2 separate regions of the Sus scrofa genome follow, and region 2 is linked to region 1. The links are chromatin contacts, called in public HiChIP or PLAC-seq maps. All regions are on one chromosome and are shown on one strand. The core of a region is the stretch at or near the end of the contact, and the rest is flanking DNA. Distances in the headings are between cores, read along the strand shown. Region 1 overlaps CSPG4 (chondroitin sulfate proteoglycan 4). Region 2 overlaps PPCDC (phosphopantothenoylcysteine decarboxylase).

The links. HiChIP or PLAC-seq counts read pairs in DNA pulled down with a chosen protein or histone mark.
Region 2: an H3K27ac HiChIP or PLAC-seq map of alveolar macrophages shows a contact between it and region 1. The contact joins two enhancer-like sites. A contact is called at or near these places in 2 of 2 datasets of contacts at active chromatin or transcription factors (alveolar macrophages and skeletal muscle).

The regions. Positions count from the first base shown.
Region 1 is chr7:57,980,780-57,986,047 of Sscrofa11.1, reverse strand. It overlaps CSPG4 (chondroitin sulfate proteoglycan 4), which reads right to left. Exons shown (of 10, transcript XM_003128485.6): 8 at 5,165-5,268; 9 at 764-947; 10 at 1-465. Among named protein-coding and RNA genes, the nearest start is that of SNX33, 32 kb to the left of the region's middle. Within about 2 kb of position 3,162, at least 5 of the 83 cell types and tissues checked have an H3K27ac peak or open chromatin away from gene starts, as enhancers often do. A contact at or near this core is called in alveolar macrophages, where this site is marked.
Region 2 is chr7:58,524,366-58,529,510 of Sscrofa11.1, reverse strand. PPCDC (phosphopantothenoylcysteine decarboxylase) reads left to right here. Exons shown (of 6, transcript NM_001243368.1): 5 at 2,865-3,033; 6 at 3,454-4,004. The coding sequence ends at 3,539. Among named protein-coding and RNA genes, the nearest start is that of PPCDC, 22 kb to the left of the region's middle. Within about 2 kb of position 2,075, at least 27 of the 83 cell types and tissues checked have an H3K27ac peak or open chromatin away from gene starts, as enhancers often do. A contact at or near this core is called in alveolar macrophages, where this site is marked.

The sequences.
Region 1 (5,268 bases), core at 1,913-4,412:
CCCCAGGAGCCGAGTCTGGGTCCACCACGCTCAGCTGGGCCCGGGAGAGGGGACTGCGGGAGCCCCGGGTGAGCCGGAGTGGGATGGAGGCCTGTGGCTGAGGGGGCCGCTCATTCACGTCTCGCACTGTGATGGCGAAGGCCTCTGAGGTGTGGGGTCCCGCCACCAAGGTCCCAGCTGGCCCCTGGAGGTGGGCACGGAAGCGGAAGCCATCCTGCTGGGTGCCCCCACCGCCGTGGGCGTACACCAGCTGCCCTGAGGCCAGCTCAGACTGCAGGAAGTGGGGCCGCCCGGCGTGGAGGGGCTCTTCGGACACCAACAGCTGGCCCCGTGTGGGAAACTGTGTGATCTGGAAGAGCACGTCATGCTCCAGGCGCTGCGGTGATGGAACACTGGCCAGGAGGTTGGAAGCATCGAGGGCGGCCGTGGTGATCTCGGCCCGCTGGCCTTCGGAGACCCAGAGACCTGGGGGCGGGACACAGGCGATGATGCTACCATCCGCTGAGGGCAGAGCTGTGGACCCTCGGACCCAGGTCCTCAAGGCAAGGTTGTGCTTCCCGCCTCAGGCCAGGTGCCCCAGGTTGGGGCTCAGGGGCCCAGGAGGACCAGAATCTGACCTCAAAGCCTCCCCACTCACCCACCCTCTCTATAATTTACCATGTCCTGGGAATTGCCATGAACTACTGACCTTGGCCTATGTCCCCTCCTCTCTGGGCCTCTCCCAGTGTCCCCCCAACTTTGCCAGCTCAATCATGCAATTCACCTTTGTTCCTCCAGAGGCGGCTGGGGCGCTGGGGACAGGCAGCCTCGAAAGACACGGACACAGCAAGGGTGGTGGCCACGTCGGGGGCAGGAGGTGAGGAGAGCTGGAGCTCCAGAGTGTCGCGGGCCTCCCAGAAGGGCTCGGGGGGCATCTCGTGCTCATAGAGAACATTCCCAGCATATACCTGTGGGGATAACCCATTGTTGGGATGGAGGCAGGTCTAGCCTGTGGTGCCCAGGAGCCTCATCACAGGCTGGTCCCAGGTGGGGCATTTGGAGCTCCCTGCCAGCCCCTCAGTGTCCAGCCTCCCTTGAGGTGCTCCCTGCTGTGCATCATGTTGTCTGGAGCCTGCACTCTCCCTCATCAACTCAGTGGGTCACCATAAAACAGTCCCATGACAGTGAAGAGCCCGGAGCTGCAGCTGGATGCCTTTGTCAAGCCCCAGCTCTGCCCCTGGGGCAAGTCTTCCTCTCTGTGTTTCTCTCAATAGCATATCTTTCCTCTTTTGCAATGAAATCCCTGCCTCTTTTCTCTCTGAAGACACCGCTCTTACCATCTCCTGTCTTTCTTCCCCCAGGTGAGTCATTCTTATCATTACGCAACTAAGCTAACCCTCCACCTTAAAGAAAAAACTTCTCTTGGAGTTCTCATTGTGGCTCAGTGGACTAGTATCCATGAGGACGCAGGTTTGACCCCTGGCCTCACTCAATGGGTTAAGGATCCGGCATTGCCGTGAGCTGTGGTGTAGGTTGCAGACGTGGCTCAGATCCCCAGTTACTGTGACTGTGGTGTAGGCCCAGCAGCTACAGCTCTGATTCGACCCCTAGCCGGGGAACTTCCACATGCAGTGAGTGAGGGTGGCCCTAAAAAGACAAAAAAAAAAAAAAAAAAAGCACACACACAAAAAAAGAAAAAACTTCTTGACTTCACTGTCCTACACCACAGCCACAGCAATGTGGGACCCAAGCCACATCTGCAACCTACCCCACAGCTCACGGCAACACCAGATCCTTAACCCACTGAGCGAGGCCAGTGATCAAACCCTCAACCTCATGGTTCCTAGTCGGATTCGTTAACCACTGAGCCAGGACGGGAACTCCTTTCTTCTTCTTTTTTGGCTGAATTTGAGGCATGCAAAAGTTCCTGGGCCAGAGGTCAAGTTCCCACCATTGCAGGGACCGGAGCCCCAGTAGTGACAATGCTGGATCCTTAACCTGCTAAGCCACCAGGGAACTCTTTTTTTTGCTCTTCTTTGCAGCAGAGTCCAAAAAGAATAGTCTACACTCTTCCCCATGCCATTCTGAGTGCACTCCACCCAGGCTTCTGCTCCTATGGCTGCCAAGGGCACAATGGCCTCTGGGTTGCTGGACCCAGTGGTCTATTCCCAGGCCTCCTTTCACTCATCCGCTCAGCGGCATTCTACCCAATCGAGCGTTCCTTCCTTGAGCGCACCTGGTGGCTTCCAAGAGGTTCTGCTCTCTTAGTCTCCCTCCGACCTCACTAGTTGCCTTTTCACAGACTCTTGCTGGTCCTGCCCCTTCTCCTCAATGTCTGTGGCTTGGCCTTGAGACTCTAGCTACAGGCACTGCTCACGGGCTCTCAGTGGGCCTCACATCCTCCAATGCCAGCCACGAGATGACCCCTTTATTTGTATCTGCAGCCCGGCTGTGCTCTCCCAAACTCCAGGCTCATGACCACCTGCTTCTCGGGCAGCTCCGTGGGGATGTCTGAGGGATGTCTCAAACTCAGTATGTCCCAGATGATCCCTGACCTGCCCCACCGCTCCCAGGTTCCCACTGCAGAGGGCACAGCTCTGTTCTTCCAGTGGTTCAAGCCCCAAGCTCTTGAGTCACCACTGATTCCTCTCCTCCTCTCACATACCATCATTTCTGGCCCGGATTATTCCCCAAACCTCCTGCGTCCTGGCTTTGGCCCCTGCTCCACCCCCTCTACAGTTTGTTCTTGACACAGATGTCAGAGTGAACTTTCATTTTATTATTATTTTTTAGGGCCGCACATGCAGCATGTGGAGGCTCCCAGGCTAGGGGTCGAATCAGAACTATAGCTGCTGGCCTACACCACAGCCACAGCAATGCTGGATCTGAGCCGTGTCTGCCACCTACATCACAGCTCACGGCAGTGCTGGATCCTTAACCCACTGAGAGAAGCCAGGAATCGAACCTGCCTCCTCACAGATGCTAGTCAGATTTGTTTCCACCGAGCCATGAAGGGAACTCCCAGAGTGAAGCTTTAACCATGTAAATAAGGCTATGTCACTCTCGCTCAGACAGTACAAGGGCTCATTTGGCCTCAAAGACCCTGTGTGACCCTGTTACCCGTGACCTCCCGTCCTCCCACGCCTCCCACGGCAACTCCACTCCAGCCACACCCGCTGTGCTCCAGGGCCATCTGCCTGTTAAACACTAAGGCATAGTCTCCACTTCCCTCAAGCAATCCGTTCCCTCCCCCTTCTAATCCCAACGTGTCTTCTTGGCTTATCTTTTGTTTTCCCCTTTCGGGAGACACAGGGAACTATTTTCCTTCTCTCAGAAAAACAGGACTTGTGCAATAGAGAGAGGGAAACTGACTGGGATCACAGCGTGCGGGAGATTCTAGGAGCAGGGGGGCTGTGAACTGGGGAGCCTTGCCTGGTTGAGACGGGAGCAGAGCCAGTCAAAGGGACAGCTGCTCTTCAGTTGATGGCCGGAAGAGGGAACACAGGTCTTATAAGAAACTGGAAATCAGGGCCTGTGTGTGTGTGTGTGTGTGTGTGTGTGTGTGTGTGTAATCCCCCAAAGGTTATATCTTGACCACTAATTTAAAAATATTAAAGGCATGTGCAGGCCAAGTAAAACACATCTGTGGGCCAGCTGTGGCCTGCAAGGACTACCAGCTGTAACCTCTGGCCCAGGCCAATGGGTGGGTGGGGAGGAAATGGAGACCCTTAGGGGTGGGGGTGGGAAGTTGGATGTCTGGGTACAGGAGCTCCTTGTGGGTGGGGGTGACTGGCTTGGGATGAGGCAAGTCACAGGTGAGGTGGGAAGGCTTCCTGAGCTCTGGAAACCAGCAGTGTTCTTTGGTGAAAGAAATCTTGGGCCAGCAGTCTGAAGGCACAGTCCTGGTTTTGCTTCTTACTAGCCATGGACTTGGAATGAAGTCACCTGACCTCTCTCTGTGAGCCTCAGTTTCCTCATCTGTAAAGTGGGAAAAGCTGATCTCTGCCCCACCCAACTCAGAGGATGGAGGGACAGTGGCGCTGTCAGTCCTGCCTGCCCCCTTCACCCAGTCCTGCCCTCCTCCCAGCTTCCCTGGGTGGCCCTGCCAGCCAGACCCCCTAGGGGCCATTCATTCTAGAACTTGGATTGCTGGGGTGTGAGGGAAGCAGAGCAGGTCCAGGAGGGGACTTCCTCCTCCTTCCTGGGCATCCAGTGACAAAGGCTCCCAGGGATTCAGGGTGCACAGCTGCTACAGCCTCCAGCCTGCTGAATATTTCATTGTGGGGAGGAGCAGAAAGGGGGCCATAGCAGAAGCTGGGAGAACAGAGAACCCAGGCCTGGGGAATATTGATGCGAGAGGACTGAGAGACTCTTCCTGCCCTTGTTAAGGTGACTTCCTTCCCCGATGCCTGAAAGTTCCATACTGCCCTGCCCTGGGGAGAACCAGGGCTGCCCTAGAATGCTTGCACCTTTTGCACTTAGAAGGGACCTTAATTTAAGTGATGGCTGTTGGCCCCACTGGTACAGCATAGAGGGCTCTGTGATCCCAGCAGCGTATCGGTCTGACCCTTCCTGTGGCTCAATTCTGGTTTTCACTGATGGCCTCTGGCGTGCAGTGGGACAGCTGTGTCCTGAAGCTGCTGTGATGGATGGATGGATGGATGGCAGCTTTGCTCCTAACTCACCTACTCAGCTGCCTTCTGCCCACTCATCTGCTTTCAGGACCCATTCTGCTTCTTGCTGCTCTTGACCTGAGCCCCAGGCTTACACCTCTGTTCACCAGCCCAGCAGCTGCCTTCATCCCAAACTCTATCCCCTTGAACCAAGCACTGCCCCCATCAGCCATTGGGGTATCTAGTGTCCCCCATGCAGAGTATTATTTTCAGCTCCTAGGGTCCAACTGTAGTTTCTTCTAGAAGCCAAGCCCCAGAACATCATCCCTGTTCTGAGCCCCTATAGCTCTGACTTCCTGCATCCTTCTTTCTGCCCCGGAACACTAAGCCCTGGTGGTCCTGACTGGTTGGTGGCCCTTGGAGGGGGGCATGCAGAGGCTGGACCATGGTGAGCCCGGGGAGTGGCTGCCAACACTGCTGGAGCTCGTACCCATGTCCACATGTGTGTCCAGAGGCAGAGTGGGCTATTCCAGGCCGGAGTCTAAGTGGTGGCTGTAGAGAGGGGTCCTTACCTCTGCCTGAGTGAAGTTCACCAGGGCCTCCCCAGCGGGGCCCCGCTGGGTGTGGAAGAGCCGGCCAAGCTGGGGACCCTGCACCACCTGGTAGAGCAGGTGGC
Region 2 (5,145 bases), core at 826-3,325, 540 kb before region 1:
GGAGTCCAGCTGTCCAGAGTGTGGATTGGCTTAGGCGTGAGGGACCTCCCGGGAGTTGCTGTCCTTAAAGAGCCTTTGTCCACATGAACATCCAGGGGAGGCTGGGTGCCATCCCCTCCCTCTCCTTCCTCCCTGTCCCCCATCACCCCTTCCTTCATTCCGAGAGCTCTTACCGACCATGTACCAGGCCCCATGTGGAGGGACACAGGGAGCTCACAGTCTGGAAGGAAAGGGTTTTGGGGTCTGCTCTGGTATGTGGTACAGTGACACACCTGCACAGTGTGTGGACACTGGAGTCACACCTTACACAGTGCTGGGTGTGTAGTCGGCATTCAATAAATACTTATGGTATGTATGACGTAATTAGTAATTTGACTTTGGCTAACAGCCAGGAGGTTTTCAGAGTTGAATATGATGAAAAAGTGACTAACGGAGCTGGTTTTGAGGAGTCAGATAGGAGGTTTGTCTCCTCATATGCTTGCTGATGGGTGTTTAAGGCACTTCTTGAAGAGCTGCTGGTGATTTAAGCATCATTGAGCACAGGTGATCAGAAAAAGAGCAACACACAGATCGTGTTGTAGGGCAGGGGCAAAGGAGCACAGAGGAGAGCGAGCCTAGGGGCAATGTTGTCAAGAAGCCTTCCCAGTGGGGCTGGTGCCAGGCTGGCAGGGCGGCTGGAGCAGGTCAGGCTCCCGGCCACTTTCATCTTCTTGGCTGAGTGTTGTGTGTAGCCAGCACCGTCTCACCAGATCTCCAGGCTTCCCACCGGCTGGCGAGCAGCCAGCTGATGTGACAAAGCACACTGACCTCCAGGAGCTAAGCCCCGGTCTGGCCAACTTTGTGAGGTCTCCTTCCTTCCTTCTGAAAGCTGTTTTCCTCTTTTCTTCAAAGCTCACCACTCCCTGAAATCTTTAGGGTTTCCCTCCTACTGAGTTGGCTGCGCAATGGATCATGTTCTCAAGATGAGCCCCGAGGCCCTTGGCCTCAAAGGTTGCATTTGAAGGCACAAATACTTCAAAGAACTGAAGAGCTTTTTTTTTTTTTTTTTTTTTTTTTTTGGCTTTTTAGTGCTGCACCCGCAGCATATGGAAGTTCCTAGGCTAAGGGTCGAATAGGAGCTGTAGCTGCTGGCCTATGCCATAACCGCAGCCACAGCAATGTGGGGTCCAAGCCACATCTGCTACCTACACCACAGCTCACAGCAACGCTGGATCCTTAACCCACTGAGCGAGGCCAGAAATCGAACCTGCGCCCTCATGGATGCTAGTCAGATTCGTTTCTGCTGAGACACGACGGGAACTCCAAAGAACTTCAAGTCTTATAAAGTTTAAACTATTGCCATCATGATCTGTGGCTCTGTCTTCTCTCAGAAGATATTTTTTCCTTATATAACCCCCAAAGACACTTGCCCTGCTTCCTCCCTCCTTCAGGTCTTCTTCCTTTCCAGTATCCAGAACTTGGGGTGCTATCAGGGCAGCGTGCTAGGCATGAACCTGTGCTCCCAATCTCTGGGCCCTGGGCCTGGGTGAGGTGCATCTGTCCTCTGGCCCTTCTTTGTTCTCAGTAATGCAGCAGATCCAGAAAGAGAAGGTGACTTTCCTGGGTCACCAGTCCAGCTGGGAGCTGGTCTTCTGACACGGATCCAGGGCTTCTCTTCACCCAAGTGGATTCCCAGGGGCAGAGCCTGAGGTGCTGCACACAACATTGGCCAAACAAGTGACTGTGGGAACTGATGCCTCCTTTCAGCCCTCCTACTGCTGGAAGGTTTGGAGGAGCTGTGGTTTGTCCAGGAAACGCTGAGCTTTGAGATGGGGTGGGAAAAGCTAGAGAGGTGGGGGGGCATGGAGATGTTGGGTTTGTGCTCTGGCTGGTGTGTTTTGCTTTGAGCGCCTTTAGAAACCCCAGCCCTGCCTCTGCCTCCCACACAGTCAAGGGGCTCTTCTAGGGATGCTCATGACTTCCACAGAAGCAGCAGGTGGCACGTGGCCAAGAGGAAGTGTGGACTGAAACTGTCCACTCATAGCCTGGTTGCCTCATTACGAGGACTGGGTGGGAAACAAACACTGGTGTCTGGGACGACGCAAGCAGCCAGATCCTGAGGCTGTGTGCTGTCCCACTTCCTTCCTGTCCTAGGAGAGGGCAAGGGCACTGAGAAGGACAGGCATTTTCTCTGGCCTGTTTGTGGCATTGTTGTCTGGACTCCCCCTCTTTTCCCAGACAGGATCCACTTCAGGGAAAGGGTGTGTCAGCCGCTATCTCCCTAAAGGGTCCACAGCCCAGGCAGAGGCACCTGGAGCAGTCAGAGCCCAGGGGAGCACATTCCTAGGGGACTCAGAGCTTATTTCTCCCCGAGACACCCCTATCCTTGTTATAATAACAGGAGCTACTATTTCTGGAGGCCATACTTTGTGCCAGGCCTTGTGCGAAGAGCTTTATAAGTGAGCACACACCCTCTGTCCTCATGACTGCTCGGTGAGGGGGCTTTTGCAGAGAGGAAGCTGAGACTCCTGGCGTGAAGGAACAAGTGTTCAAGTTCTCATGGCTAGTGACAGCAGATAGCGCAGCAAGATTTGAACCCAGGTCCACGTGATTGCAAAGCTCACGGCACTGAGGACTCTGTGAGCTGCTTCTGTCTGCAAGGGCCGGCTCTGGGGAAGACATTGCTTGGGCACAGGGAGCCTTGTTTGCACAGGAGGAGAGGTCTGCTTAGAAGTGGCTGGGTCATTGCCAGAGTTGGTAGAGCATCTCCTGTGTGTAGCCTGTGGGGAGGTGAGAGGACCAGGGGACATGGCCCCACCCCGAGGCTGAGACAGCTCCACAGACAGCAAACTGAGCCCACAGTCCCCCCACCCCCCTCTTCACAGACCTGTGTCATCCGGGCCTGGGACCGCAGCAAGCCCCTGCTCTTCTGCCCAGCAATGAACACTGCCATGTGGGAGCACCCCCTCACTGAGCAGCAGGTGTGCCAGCTCAAGGCCTTCGGCTATGTCGAGATCCCCTGTGTGGCCAAGAAGCTGGTCTGTGGAGACCAAGGTGGGTGTCTGGCCAGGCTCACAGCTCATTCCTACGGCCTGGGGCTGGGGCAGGGCTCAGCTTCAGATCCTAGTCTGCTGTGACCTCAGGTAAAACCCTTCTCCTTTGAGCTCGGCTTTCTCATCTGGGAAATGGAAATGGAAATTCTTCCTTGTCAGAGTTGTTAGGATTAAATGAGACAGTAAAATGCCTCGCATCTTCCCTGACATGCAGCCCACATAGTTCAGATGGCTACTGTAACCATTCCTGGGACTGTCCGGAGGGTTTCGTGGGAGGGACTGGATGGGTCTGGCTCAGCCCTGGTCCTGCCCTTCCCAGGCCTCGGGCTCTGGGTGGGGCACTGGGGAGCACTGGGTGGGGTGGGTGGGGAATGGTCCCCTGCCTCAGTCTGCAGGGTCACAGTAGAGCTCTGCTCCCCAGGTCTGGGGGCCATGGCTGAGGTGGGCACCATTGTGGACAAAGTGAAAGAAGTCCTCTTCCAGCACGGTGGCTTCCAGCAGAGTTGAACCCGGGATTCCGTCACACATGTCCCTCCGCACTCAGCATGTTTTCAGGCCAAGTTGGTGAAGAAGGTGGCCTTTGACAAAATGGGGTGAAGACTCCCTGCATTTGCTGAACAGGGATCTGACCTGACCCAGGTTAAACTAAACCAAAGGCCCAGGTCCCAACTTCTTTCAACCAGGAGCCACCTGCTTTCTGGAGTTCTTCTCCAGCTTTTCCTGGGATGGGCGCAGCAAGTCCGAGGAGCAAGCTGCGGTATTGTGCCTGTGCTTCGGGAAGGGGACTTAGGAGTGACTGAGAAATCTTGATCCTCCATGGCGCCCAGGAACTGCTTTTAGAAAGAGCCACGGCTGGTGATCCCCAGGCCTTTGGAGCTTCAGCTCTTTGGTGGGTACAGGGAAGCCTATGAATTGGCGGGACCATGCTGTGAGAGGAGTACTGAGAATAAAGAAAAGTGACTTTTGGGGAGACTCCGTTCTTCCTTTATGACTCCATCCTTCCTTTACAGCCTGTCCGGGGTTTTGGTGATTAGGGGCATCGCTAGTTGTGGCTGGGGAAGGGTCTGGGCTGGCAGCTGACCAGCACTTCCTAGTCCCCATGTCGTATGATGATTAAGGGCAAGGGCCTTTGCAGCCAGACAGCCCCTCGTCAGATCCCAGCTCTGCCACGTACTAGCTGTGGGACGTGGCTCAGGGCTCAACCTCTCTGACCCTCACTCTCCTCATCTGTATTATCCTACCTTCATGGAGTTGCTGAAAGGATTAAATGAGATAATATGTGCACAATGGCCACCCTGCTGCCTTTACGTAGCATCAAATAAATGTAAGTTAAAGCTAGTTGTGTGTTCTTGTCAGTGAGCTTTCTTATGTTTACTGAAATAGACTGTCTCATTTTGGGAAAAATAAAATCCCCGGCCCTACGCTGACATGCACTTTATGCAAGTGACAGGTTCGCAGCCTGCAGAGTTGGAACCTGTCCTAGAATGCAGGCCCCTTGCTTCCTGGTGTCATCCTCATTAGCTCGCTGTGCCTGAGATGGGGCCTGGGTGTCTGAGCCCCCACAGTAGAACACATGGGTGGGAGAAGTAGACTCCAGAGAGACTCATGCTGTGCCCTATAAACCTCTGCTACTCTGCCTTTGACCTAACTGCCCTTTGGTGGCTGCGTGGGGCAGGGGCTTGTTTGCCTATTTGGAGCTGAAGTCGGAGCAGGTTTCCTGCCCTCTTGCCTTTCCAGGCTGGCGTGAGTGGGTTCCCTGTGCATGCCCTCAGACCTCTGCAGTAGAGGTGCCTTGCAGGAGCCCCAGGAAGCCTGCCTGCTGGAATCAAGGCCTCCAGCAGCCTCTGAGAGCTTTTATCTCCATGGCACTTGACTTAATCAAGTGACCCTTTGGGATAAAATTGCTTTAGGGCATCAAAGAAAAAATAACTAAAATGGTAGCACCAGGAACCGACTTCATGGGCTGGTTTGGGGGTCGGGCCTTGGGAGGACCTGGATAACCAAAAGCCAGAGGCAATTCCAAAGTTCCATTAAAAATTCTAGCTTTTTTTTTGCTTTTAAGAGCCACACCCTCGGCATATGGACATTCCCAGGCTAGGGGTTGAATTGTAGC